Linked DNA regions of Mus musculus: all the other regions are linked to region 2. Evidence: chromatin contacts called from public HiChIP or PLAC-seq and promoter capture Hi-C data. All regions are on one chromosome and are shown on one strand. Each heading gives the region's core, a stretch centred on a gene start, on an enhancer-like site or on the middle of the called end of the contact. The rest is flanking DNA. Distances are from core to core; before and after follow the strand shown. Region 1 holds the start of Sirt3 (sirtuin 3). Region 2 holds the start of Phrf1 (PHD and ring finger domains 1). Region 3 holds the start of Nlrp6 (NLR family, pyrin domain containing 6).

Region 1 (3,183 bases), core at 466-2,965, 350 kb before region 2:
GTGTTAGGGTTTATGACAGCCACACTGTCTTACAGATGATCTCATATTAGAAATGCTTCCACAAGTTAGAGTGTCTTTTCTGATCCCTGCTTTATCCTCAGCACTCACGAGTATGGTAGAGAAAATGCTCTGTAACCGTAGCCTAAATGAACAACTCTTTATTGAAAAGAATAAAATGTTGTCACCCACATCAAGTGACTATACCATTGTCTACCCAAATATTCTTCCATTACATTTCTTTGCTAACGACTGTGGGCCCTAAAACTGTAAGGACTCCAGGCTGGGTGTGTAGTTCAGTGGTGCCATGTTAGCCTATCAGACAATTGCAAAGCCTGAGTTTGTTACTCAGCACAGACAAAAAAAAAAAGTCCAAATTTGTACATTATATTGATAAATTGTCTTGCGTCATTTGAGCTCACTGAGAAGATGGCTTTGGAAACAAGGCCGACAACCCCTTCCCTCATGCCAGACCCATGTTTGTCTCAAAGTCCAAAGTCTGGAGGGCTGGCTCCCCTAACTATGTAAAAGGACAGAGAGAGAACAGCAAAACAGCCCAAGAGTGAAAACACTTGTGCCCTTGAGAACAGAAGGGAAACGGTTTCCAGTGGAAGTCACTATAGTTTATCCCAGTATAGGAAAGTATCTGCAAGAAAAAGAATGTGCCCTCCAGTAGGAAGGAAATCCCGCAGCTCAGACAGAGGGACAGCCCACCTGGGAGCTCCAAATGACTATCTCAACTTTCTCTGCCAGTTTCTGTTAGATGTAGCAAGTGTCCAATTTGATATTACTTCCATCTGTTGCTTTACTAAAAACCTCACTGAAAGGGTCACTCTGTTCTGGCAAGGACTCTTTACTGGGAGTTCCACCGAGCTACCTTAAAGATAGCCAATAGACGTCTGCTGACTTTTTTTTTTTTTTTTGAATATGCAGTGTGATGATTTCTCTCTAACTTAATATACTCACTTATTTCAAACTGAAAATATCCCTATTATTGATCACTCTCAGGACTCTATGAGACATGTTACTATTTTGCAGACAGTATGACTGTTGGTAAAAATTTTTAGTTTCACAACCTTTATGGGGGACAATTAAAACACAAGTAACAGCTGGATGTGGTGGCATGTGACTGTAGTCTCCGACGCTTGGAGGGAGGTGGAAGCAAGGTGGATCCGGAGTTCAAGGTCATCCTCCTTCACACAGCCAGCTGAAGGCCAGTTTGAACAAGAGACCAGTCTCAAAATAATACAAACCACGTAACCTTACCCAAGGCTGTCTACTGAGAATTTGTGGTCCAAATGGGGTGCAAACACGTTTATTTATCACGTTATTTGTAATAATTCAAGATTAGAAAGTATTCAATAAGGAAATGGTGATATAAATTATAAGACATCCATACAACGAACTTCTATAAAATATTTCAAAGACTGTGCTGCAATAGTTACATAGAAAAACACCTTTAAGGAGAAGGTAGTGATGGCCGGTCAGCAAAACCTTGTAGAAGGGCGCGCCTGCCGGGTCCTTACTCCCACAATTGCTTCCAGCTACCCGCCCCTAAAACGCCGCTGATAGCCTATCTGCGAGATCCCGTGTCTCCCCTGCCGTGGCTCACCTCCCGGACCCCACAGTCTGAGCGCGGCCAATGCCAGTCGACCGCTTAGCGCCATGATGCTCTGCAGGACGACGGCGCCTAGAGGGTCAAGCGCCATCCGAATCCCCGCCCCCGTGAGCCAAGCCCCGCCCTCTCGGCACTCTTACTCCCGCCCCCCCTCTGGCCAAGTGCCGCCCTCCGGCGCCTTCCCTCGGCCGAGCCCAGCCCAGCCCCCGCACGATAACCCGAAGTGTGGAAGGCTGTGTTTATGCCTGGTGCTGGCAGCTTCTCCCTCTGTGGGACTCTGACTTATTGGTTGGGAAGCCAAACCGGGAGATTTCATCGTTTTACGCCGCTCTCGACCTCCTTGAGTAGGCGGGTGATAACTAATGCTCTCTGAGCGATTTGCATCACACCTAGTCCTCGCCAAACGCCATCCGGTTTCAGAGGACCCAAGTCTGCAGGCTTGAGGCTACGTGACCAGTCAGTGGCTAGCTGTCCCCAGGCACCTCTACTCTTTAATGCCTCAAGGGCAGGGCCAGAAACCCGGGAGAAGTTTAGCGGAAGTCAAGAACGCGGTTACCTTGACGACCGCAACCCGTGAGGCTAGTGGGACGCTCCCAGCATGCCCCGCGCGCCCGCGGTGCCGGAAGTGAGCGAGCACTTCCGTGCGCCATCCCTGCCGGTTCTGACTGCTTAGTGCTTGTGTTGTTCCCAGCTCTCTGCAATCATGAAGGATGTGCCGGCCTTCTTACAGCAGAGTCAGAGCTCCGGGCCGGGCCAGGCTGCCGTTTGGCACCGTTTGGAAGAGCTGTACACGAAGAAGTGAGCTCCGAGGCTGGGGCGGGAGGGAGAGGACTGTGGGAGGGCCAGGGGCTCTGATCAGTCCGGAGGGTCAGGGATGTGGAGGAAAGGGGTCGAGATAGCCTTAGGAGCAGAGCTGTTAACAGGGTTCTGTATCTAGACTCCCTGCGTTCCAGCCTTACCAGCTTTGATAAGAACAATTACGAATTGCTGACTTTGATATAAGAATTTGCCTATGAAAAAACACCTCTTCCTCAGAACCTTTCCACATGACAATGTCCAGCAGTTAAAACTCTTAGTGATTTCAAGAGAAATTTTTCAGTGTTTAGTATGTACCTGCCTATATATGGTGTAACATTTTGTGTTTTTCAAAACACTTTTATCTCTATTATTAAATATTATCCTTTAGTCTTGGTATGAAGTATGCTATTTCGGTGTCCTAAAGGTTCATATATTGGCTTTTTTAAAGTATTGGCTTATTTCATCCTTCCTATTGACAGATAAGATTGAATATCAGTTTTCTATTCTGTGAGGTATTCAGCTAATAAGTAAGAGAGAATGGAGTTCAAAATATAGCTGTAGAATTCTAAAGTCACAACCAATGCCTTCAAGGCTGAAGGCATCCGTTTCTTCACATTAGGATGTGGGGCTGAGGGCTTTTTGTTTTGTAGGTTGTGGCATTGGAATTCCAGTTGACACTCAGAGTGGGAGTTGACGCTGTCTCAAAAAGTGTTCTCCAGTGTTACCTAAGAAAACTGAGTCTTGAAAGGATAAGTGACTAGGGGGTGCAA
Region 2 (3,526 bases), core at 910-3,409:
CCCACCATTAGGAATATTGATAATTTTCCTTTTTTTTAAAAAAAGACTTATTGTGTATACCTAATTCTGTCTGCATGTATGTCTACAGGCCAGAAGAGGGCGCCATATCTCATTATAGATGGTTGTGAGTCAACTTGTGGTTGCTGGGAATCGAACTCAGGACCTCTGGAAGAGCAGCCAATGCTCTTAACCTCTGAACCATCTTTCAGCCACAATATTTCTCCTTTTTAAACTCCTTTAAATTTCCTCTTCTTAGCTAATTCTACTTATCGTTCTCTTCCCAGCAAATCAGCGAATTTACTGCATAGTTACCATGCTGGCCTTTCCTGTTCAGTCTTCTGAGTTTCTCTATACTTCCTCCAAGACTGATACTCTCAGAGTCTCAGATGGGCCTTACTCCCAGCCCCATCGTTTTTGAGTTAAGAGTCTCATGTAGTCTAGACTGTTTTTGAACTCCCTGTGTATGCAAGGATGACCTTCTATATAATCTTGCCTATGCTTCCATATCTAATTTATTTTGTGCCAGGGATGAACCCATGGCTCTGGGCATGCCAGTCAAGCACCCCTCCATCTTAACCACCCCCCTGCTCCCAGGTCCTTTCTTTCCTTTGAGACAAAGAGGGTCTCTTTGTAGCTCTGGCTGTTCTGGAACTTGCTATGTGCTCCAGGCTAGCCTTGAACTCACACTGGTCCGCCTGTCTCTTCTGAGAGTAAAGGTTATGTCACCCTGTCCAGCCCCAGATCCCTTCTTGATGTATGTGTTTGCTTCTCCTTTTCTTGTTTTCTTCAGTACCCTACCCTTGAGTTTCTTTGTAGAATCTGGACTTTTTAGCACTGAAAGTCCCAGGTTCCAAAGCTGGTCCCCACTACCACCACATTTTATCTCCAAGGCAGCCTTTTGTCCTCTGCTCTCTGGGGATAACCCTAGCTTTCCCTCTTCTAAGTAGACTCCTATCTCCTCATCTTCATATTCTTCCTTCCCTCTCCTCCCTGCCCCTCTCATCCAGTTTCTCAGTAAATCTACAGTCTGTCTTCTCCTCCTTTCTTTTTCTTTTCTTTTCTTTTCTTTTTTTTTTTTTCTTTCTTTCTTTCTTTCTTTCTTTCTTTCTTTCTTTCTTTCCTTTTTTTTTTTTGTTGTTGTTCTTGTTGTTTTCGAGACAGGGTTTCTCTGTATAGCCCTGGCTGTCCTGGAACTCACTCTGAAGACCAGGCTGGCCTTGAACTCAGAAACCCGCCTGCCTGCCTCTGCATCCCAAGTGCTGGGATTAAAAGCGTGCACCACCACTGCCCGGCTACAGTCTGTCTTCTATTCCTATCAAAAGCCATCCCTTCTGAGCCACAGTGGTCCCTGGACCACAAAATGGGCAGTTGAGTCCAGTGAGCCATGATTGCCACCTGTTTAGTACCTCAGTGTCCTCTGATCCCCTCAGCCTCTAGGTCAGTCTCAGTTTTGTGGGTCTGAATTTTCCCTGAGTCCTCTCATGGTTCTTCCCCTAATCCTATTATGCTCCATACTTTGACCCCTCTCACCAGGCCTTTATGCGTACTAGGCAAGAAAGTGTCCTACTGCCAGGCGGTAACCTCTAGTTCTGTTCTTTCTATTAATTATCTGTGCCATACAATTAAGTTCTTCACGGTGTTCACAAGTTACTGTGCCTCTCCTCGCCGGGCTGAAGGGGACGGAGGAGCTCGTATATACAGGATCCATCATGATTAACTGCATACTGGAAGGGAACCTGAAGACCCAGGGGACATCCTGAAGCTTTTCTCTAGCGCTCCTCCAGCCGCGGGCTGCAGTTAAGTCCAGCCACCAGGAGGAGGCGCTCACGGGAGGGCGGGACGGTTGTGGGCGGAGACGTGGTCCCGGGGCCGCTCCCATTCATCGCGGCGGATGGGGAGTCGGACTGTACCAACTGCATGGAGGTGAGACCCACAGCCTGGTTTAGTGCACTGGTGAGAGCTCGGACAGCACACGCTCAGCAAAACACTGCTCTCCTCTGACAGTACTTGTGATGGGCTAGTCGGTGTTCTGAGAGGAAGGGGACGCGCTAACGTCTCGTCATCCTCCGCCGCGAGTTCCTCCCCGTTTTGGCCTTAGTAGTTTCCACCAACGGGCAGGGCAGAAAGTTCCGGAAGAGTATGGGTGCACTTCCGGGTCGGGGAGCGCGCGGCGACGGCGGCGGCGGCTGACCGGCCTACTTGCGGTCGTGTTCGGACAGAGGCGGGATCGTCTAGGAGCGTCCGGGAGGCGCGAGGTTCCCGGGTACGTGCGGTAGCCGCTCTGGCCCGGTGTCCCTGTCGCGTCCGGCCGCGCGGGCCACCTATGGTGGCCGTACGCTTTGTCTGTGGCCTTCCGGGCCGGCTAGGCCTACGTCGCTCTGGCCGCGGGTCGGTCCGGAGGACGAGAGGGTGGCTGAGGCCTCGAGCTGAGCCCCGGAACGTCCGGCTGCGACCGGGAGGCCCATGGGCGTGGTGCCGGCCACCTGTCTGGTCATGCGGGAACCTGGACTGGTGCATAAGAAAGGTGTGACCCCTAGCTACCTGGTTTTCTGTCCTGATGGCCCTCGCCCTGGCCAGCACCATCTGAACTTGCCCAAATTGTGCTTGATGTCGCGATTATCGTTTTCCTTAGTTCGAGGAGCCCTCCCAGCATTCTCGAGTAGGCACCACTGTCGGAGCTTTACAGCCATAGTTCGGAGAGGTAAAGTCACTTGTCAGTGTTACATCGCTGCAGAGTGGCAGAGCCAACATTGCTTTCAAACCTGTCTTCCTGTCTTGTGTTTGAACCCCGGGTTGCTCCCATCGTGTCTTGAAAGGAGTACTCTGCAACAGAAAACAGTAACGTGTCTGGCGACTGTCATCTTGGCCAGTGGTTGGAAGCACAGTTGGAGTTTGAGATTGACTTGCAGCTCGGCATTCCTCCTTTCTCCCCATAGACCACTCTATACTCATTCCTCTGGGAAGAATGCTGAGTGAAAAGGGCAACCTGTGGCGTCACTCAGCACTGAGAGAAAGCCAAGACTTGTGTGAGTGAGGTTCACAGAGTTCCTTATAGCTCCTCTTTTCTGAAAACTGGGACCATGACCGAGGTCCCCGTCATGAATGGGCCAAAGCTCTGTGTCTATCTCAGTCTGCATTTTCTAATATCAGAGACGGTGTGTTTCAGCAGGAGTCTGTGGCAAATTCTCTGAGCACCAGGTAGACGTAAGATAGTTTATCAGAACTCTTCTCCCTTTACTGTTCCCAGGCAGGAGCAACATGTGACAATTGACATTCCTTAAGTTATGCCCTCTGTGTTTAGAGACCATCAGCTCTTCTCCTGGCCTTTGACCTCTTGGAGAAGGGTTTCGCCCTTCCCTGTGGCTTTGAGTGGATAGCCTGTGTGTTCTTGAGGCCGATGGACCTCTAGGATCTGGGGCCCCTGATCTTGAGCCCTATTTTTCAGCTTTCTTATGCTGTTTTGTTTTGTTTTGTTTTTCTCTGACTGTGGACATTAGGTTTGGTGGGAAGCATAGGGTACCACAGG
Region 3 (3,533 bases), core at 193-2,692, 310 kb before region 2:
TGGGTTCTGGGGATTGAAGCTCTGTTCCTCAAGCTTATGCTAGACTCACAATGCAACTGCTGTACAGACAGAGCCCTCTCCCCACACCTTATACTTCACGCCACGTAATATGAATACCATAAGCGTTTCTTCTTCTTCTTCTTTTTAATTTATCTTCTGTCTATGTGTATTTTGCTTGCATGGATGTCTGTGCACCCTGTGCATTCCCGGTGTCTGCAGAGGCAGAAGAAGGTGTCACATCTCCTGGAACTGGACTTACGGGTAGTTTTGCACACCGTGCTGGTGCTAGACATTGAACCTGGGTCTCCTGGAAGAACAGTCAGTGTTTTAACTGCTGAGCCATCTCTCCAACCTTCTGTGAGTGCGTGCTTTACTTCAAGAACAAGAAATAGAGGCATAGAGGTTAAACAAACTGTTCAAGGTCACACAGATGTTGAGTAGTGTACTCGAGACCAGCTTGGCTTTGTATTTCTTCCCTTCTTCCTTTTTATGTAGACGTATGTGTTTTACACACACACACACACACACACACACACACACCTGTATAAGAGTTGGATATCCTGAAGCTGAAGTCATAGGTGGTTGATAGCTACTTCATGTGGGATCAGGAAACCAGAGTCAGTCTCTTTGTGAGAGACAGATAACCCTAAGTGTTATCTATCTCTCCAGCCTCCCTCTATCACTATCACCTTGAAACATTTGATATTTGAGAGCACGGTGGCACGCATTCCACAGATTGGGTGTGGAGGTCAGAGGACAACTTTGTGGAGTTCTTCTCTTTCCACTTTTCTGTGGGTTCCAGAGTTAGAACTCGAGTTGTCAGGCAAGCACCTTTACCCTATAAACCATCTCACTGGCCCTGGCCTCACATTTTCTACCTTCAATAATGATGACAAGGAGACAAAGAAGACTTGTTTTCCAGAATTTATAAAAATAAATAAACACATCCATGCCTCTGTGAACTGTGTCTTCATGGACTTTATTTAGTCTACGACAAACAGTCACTTAAATACAACATTAACTTAGCCATGTGGAGGTGTGCACACGTGCCTTTACACACGTCCGTGCCAGCCACACAGTGAAACTCCATATCCCTGCAGTCACTTGCAGGGCCTAGGGTCAGAAACATCCGATCTCTGCCCTAGAGCTGGGTGTGGGAGGATTAACTGACTGCAGAGCTGAGGACCTGGTTCTTTTTCTCTCTCCACCCTTATCCCTGCCCACAGGCCCCTGCCCTCTTGATTTTCACGCCTTGTGTGCAAAATTTAAAGCACCTTAAGGCCATTTCTGAAGACCTGGTTGTGAGTCAGCTATTTAATCTGAACCACCTCACAGCTGCATAGGATGCCACACCCAGGAGGAGGAGTATTGATAGAATAAAATAGAAGAAAACCAAAGGTCGCAGTCCAGCACATATATGATGTTACAACCCGTGCTTAACTTGGGAGCCTCTTGACTGTCAGCAAGAGTCCAGCTGAGCCAGAATGAACAAGACTGAGAAACACCCTCACACCCAGAATGAGACCAGTTTAGCCCAGAAAGGATCACCTCTGCTCCCAGCTTCTGCATCTGAGAGTTAGATCCTGAGATAAGACTCCATGGATGCCGCTGGAGCCTCCTGCTCCAGGTGAGTGTGGTTTCCAGAGAGAACTTTCAAGTTAACTGGGCTCACCTCTAGAGCAGGTCTTGTACTGGAATTTCAAGCCCATCTTCTATGTCCACCCTGCAAACCAGGGCATTTATGAGTCTGCTCCCCACAAGGAACTCAGACTCAGTCCCTGGTGTAGGTGGTCCAGAAAAGACTCACCAAAGTGTGCTATGTATGAGTTTGGAGTAGAGAATTCAGGAAGCCTACCAGGGCCTGGCCTGTCTCAGTTGAGCAGAGCTGGAGCCCTTTCAGAGGATGTGACAAGGGAGAGCACAGACCCACGTAGGGAAGCTAACTGGCTTTATCTCGTGTGGCCAGAAAGGAAAGACGCAGAAAGACTAACCATGGAGTGATCCACTTCACCACAGTCAGTAATTTGAGGTGAAGCCTTGGAACACCCTGTGGGTCTCTACAATGTATTGCCCTGGGGCTCCATGTGGAGAATGTGCAATGTGTGACCCGGGGTGCTTTGGAGGTTCAGGGACAGGTCCTATTCAGGTCGCATCAGTGATGATAACCCTTCTCATCCCCAGCGTGGATGCAGTGGCAAGGGAGCTGCTTATGGCTACACTGGAGGAGCTGAGCCAGGAGCAGCTGAAGCGCTTCCGCCACAAGCTAAGGGATGCGCCCCTGGATGGCCGCAGCATCCCGTGGGGGCGACTGGAGCGCTCAGACGCTGTGGACCTTGTCGACAAGCTCATTGAGTTCTATGAGCCAGTGCCAGCTGTAGAAATGACCCGGCAGGTCCTGAAGAGGTCGGATATTCGAGATGTGGCCTCGCGACTTAAGCAACAGCAGCTACAGAGTAAGCTGGGCAGAGTAGGATGGGGCTGGATCCGGTGGCTCGCCCTTGATCCTCCCTGCTCTCCTTGGGAAGATCAACTTTGTCCACTCTACCACTTCCTGAGACTCTCCTTCCCGGAAACCAGCCCAAAGTTTCATTCGCGGGGGAGAGGGGGGGGCGGGGGCTGGTAGTTCCATAAGCTCCCATGGAAATGCCTTGCCCCATCTCTCATGCTCAGAGAGCCTCATGTCGGGTTTGCCTTCCAGAGCTCGGCCCCACCTCGGTGCTTCTCTCCGTGTCAGGTATGTTCGGTCGGGCACACAGGTGAAACGTCCTATTGGACTCCTTATAGAGCCCAAGTTTCCTGGACGCTGCTTGGGGATCCTTGGGTGTGAGATGGCTGGAGAAGGAAGCTATAGCATACTAGAGGAAAGGGAGCCCAGATTTAGACAGGCAGGGGGGTGATTCCATAGTGGCGGCAAGCCCATCCCTGTCTTTCGCGATCTTACGCCTTCCAGCGTTCAAGAAGAAGTACCGCGAGCACGTGCTACGACAGCATGCTAAGGTGAAGGAGAGGAATGCTCGCTCTGTGAAGATCAACAAGCGCTTCACCAAGCTGCTCATCGCTCCGGGGACCGGCGCTGTGGAGGACGAGCTGCTGGGGCCGTTGGGGGAGCCGGAGCCCGAACGCGCTCGGCGCTCGGACACGCACACTTTTAATCGGCTCTTCCGGGGAAATGATGAAGAGAGCTCGCAGCCGCTGACCGTGGTGCTGCAGGGCCCGGCAGGCATCGGCAAAACCATGGCCGCCAAGAAAATCCTCTATGACTGGGCAGCAGGTAAGCTATACCACAGCCAGGTGGACTTTGCCTTCTTCATGCCGTGCGGCGAGCTGCTGGAGCGGCCGGGAAAGCGCAGCTTGGCGGACCTGGTGCTGGACCAGTGCCCGGACCGCGCTTGGCCAGTGAAGCGGATACTGGCGCAACCCAATCGCCTACTGTTCATCCTGGACGGTGCAGACGAGCTGCCTACTTTACCATCCTCAGAGGCCACTCCCTGCAAAGACCCTTTGGAGGCTACAAGTGGCTTGAGAGTGCTGAG

The links. HiChIP or PLAC-seq counts read pairs in DNA pulled down with a chosen protein or histone mark. Capture Hi-C pulls out chosen DNA fragments and counts their contacts.
Region 1: an H3K27ac HiChIP or PLAC-seq map of embryonic stem cells shows a contact between it and region 2, with 8 read pairs. The contact joins the promoter of Sirt3 here to the promoter of Phrf1 in region 2. A contact is called at or near these places in 16 of 39 promoter capture datasets (the 3T3-L1 cell line, 3T3-L1-derived adipocytes, the C10 cell line and 9 more), 1 of 484 Hi-C or Micro-C datasets (embryonic stem cells), 5 of 115 datasets of contacts at active chromatin or transcription factors (the SCID.adh cell line, effector CD8 T cells and embryonic stem cells) and 4 of 9 other capture datasets (adipose tissue, embryonic stem cells, liver and 1 more).
Region 3: a contact with region 2 is called in a promoter capture Hi-C map of adipose tissue. The contact joins the promoter of Nlrp6 here to the promoter of Phrf1 in region 2. A contact is called at or near these places in 5 of 39 promoter capture datasets (embryonic stem cells, hippocampal neurons, pre-B cells and 1 more), 2 of 115 datasets of contacts at active chromatin or transcription factors (embryonic stem cells and pancreatic cancer cells) and 1 of 9 other capture datasets (adipose tissue).

Annotation. Positions count from the first base shown.
Region 1 is chr7:140,880,154-140,883,336 of GRCm38.p6, forward strand. Sirt3 (sirtuin 3) reads right to left here and starts at 1,716. Exons shown (of 7, transcript NM_001127351.1): 1 at 1,610-1,716. It overlaps Psmd13 (proteasome (prosome, macropain) 26S subunit, non-ATPase, 13), which reads left to right and starts at 2,241. Exons shown (of 13, transcript NM_011875.4): 1 at 2,241-2,413. The coding sequence starts at 2,319.
Region 2 is chr7:141,226,629-141,230,154 of GRCm38.p6, forward strand. Phrf1 (PHD and ring finger domains 1) reads left to right here and starts at 2,160. Exons shown (of 18, transcript NM_001081118.1): 1 at 2,160-2,263. Gm51460 reads right to left here and starts at 2,988. Exons shown (of 1, transcript XM_030243134.1): 1 at 1,578-2,988. The coding sequence starts at 2,583. The coding sequence ends at 2,095.
Region 3 is chr7:140,919,460-140,922,992 of GRCm38.p6, forward strand. It overlaps Nlrp6 (NLR family, pyrin domain containing 6), which reads left to right and starts at 1,443. Exons shown (of 8, transcript NM_133946.2): 1 at 1,443-1,627; 2 at 2,182-2,453; 3 at 2,699-2,734; 4 at 2,951-3,533. The coding sequence starts at 1,599.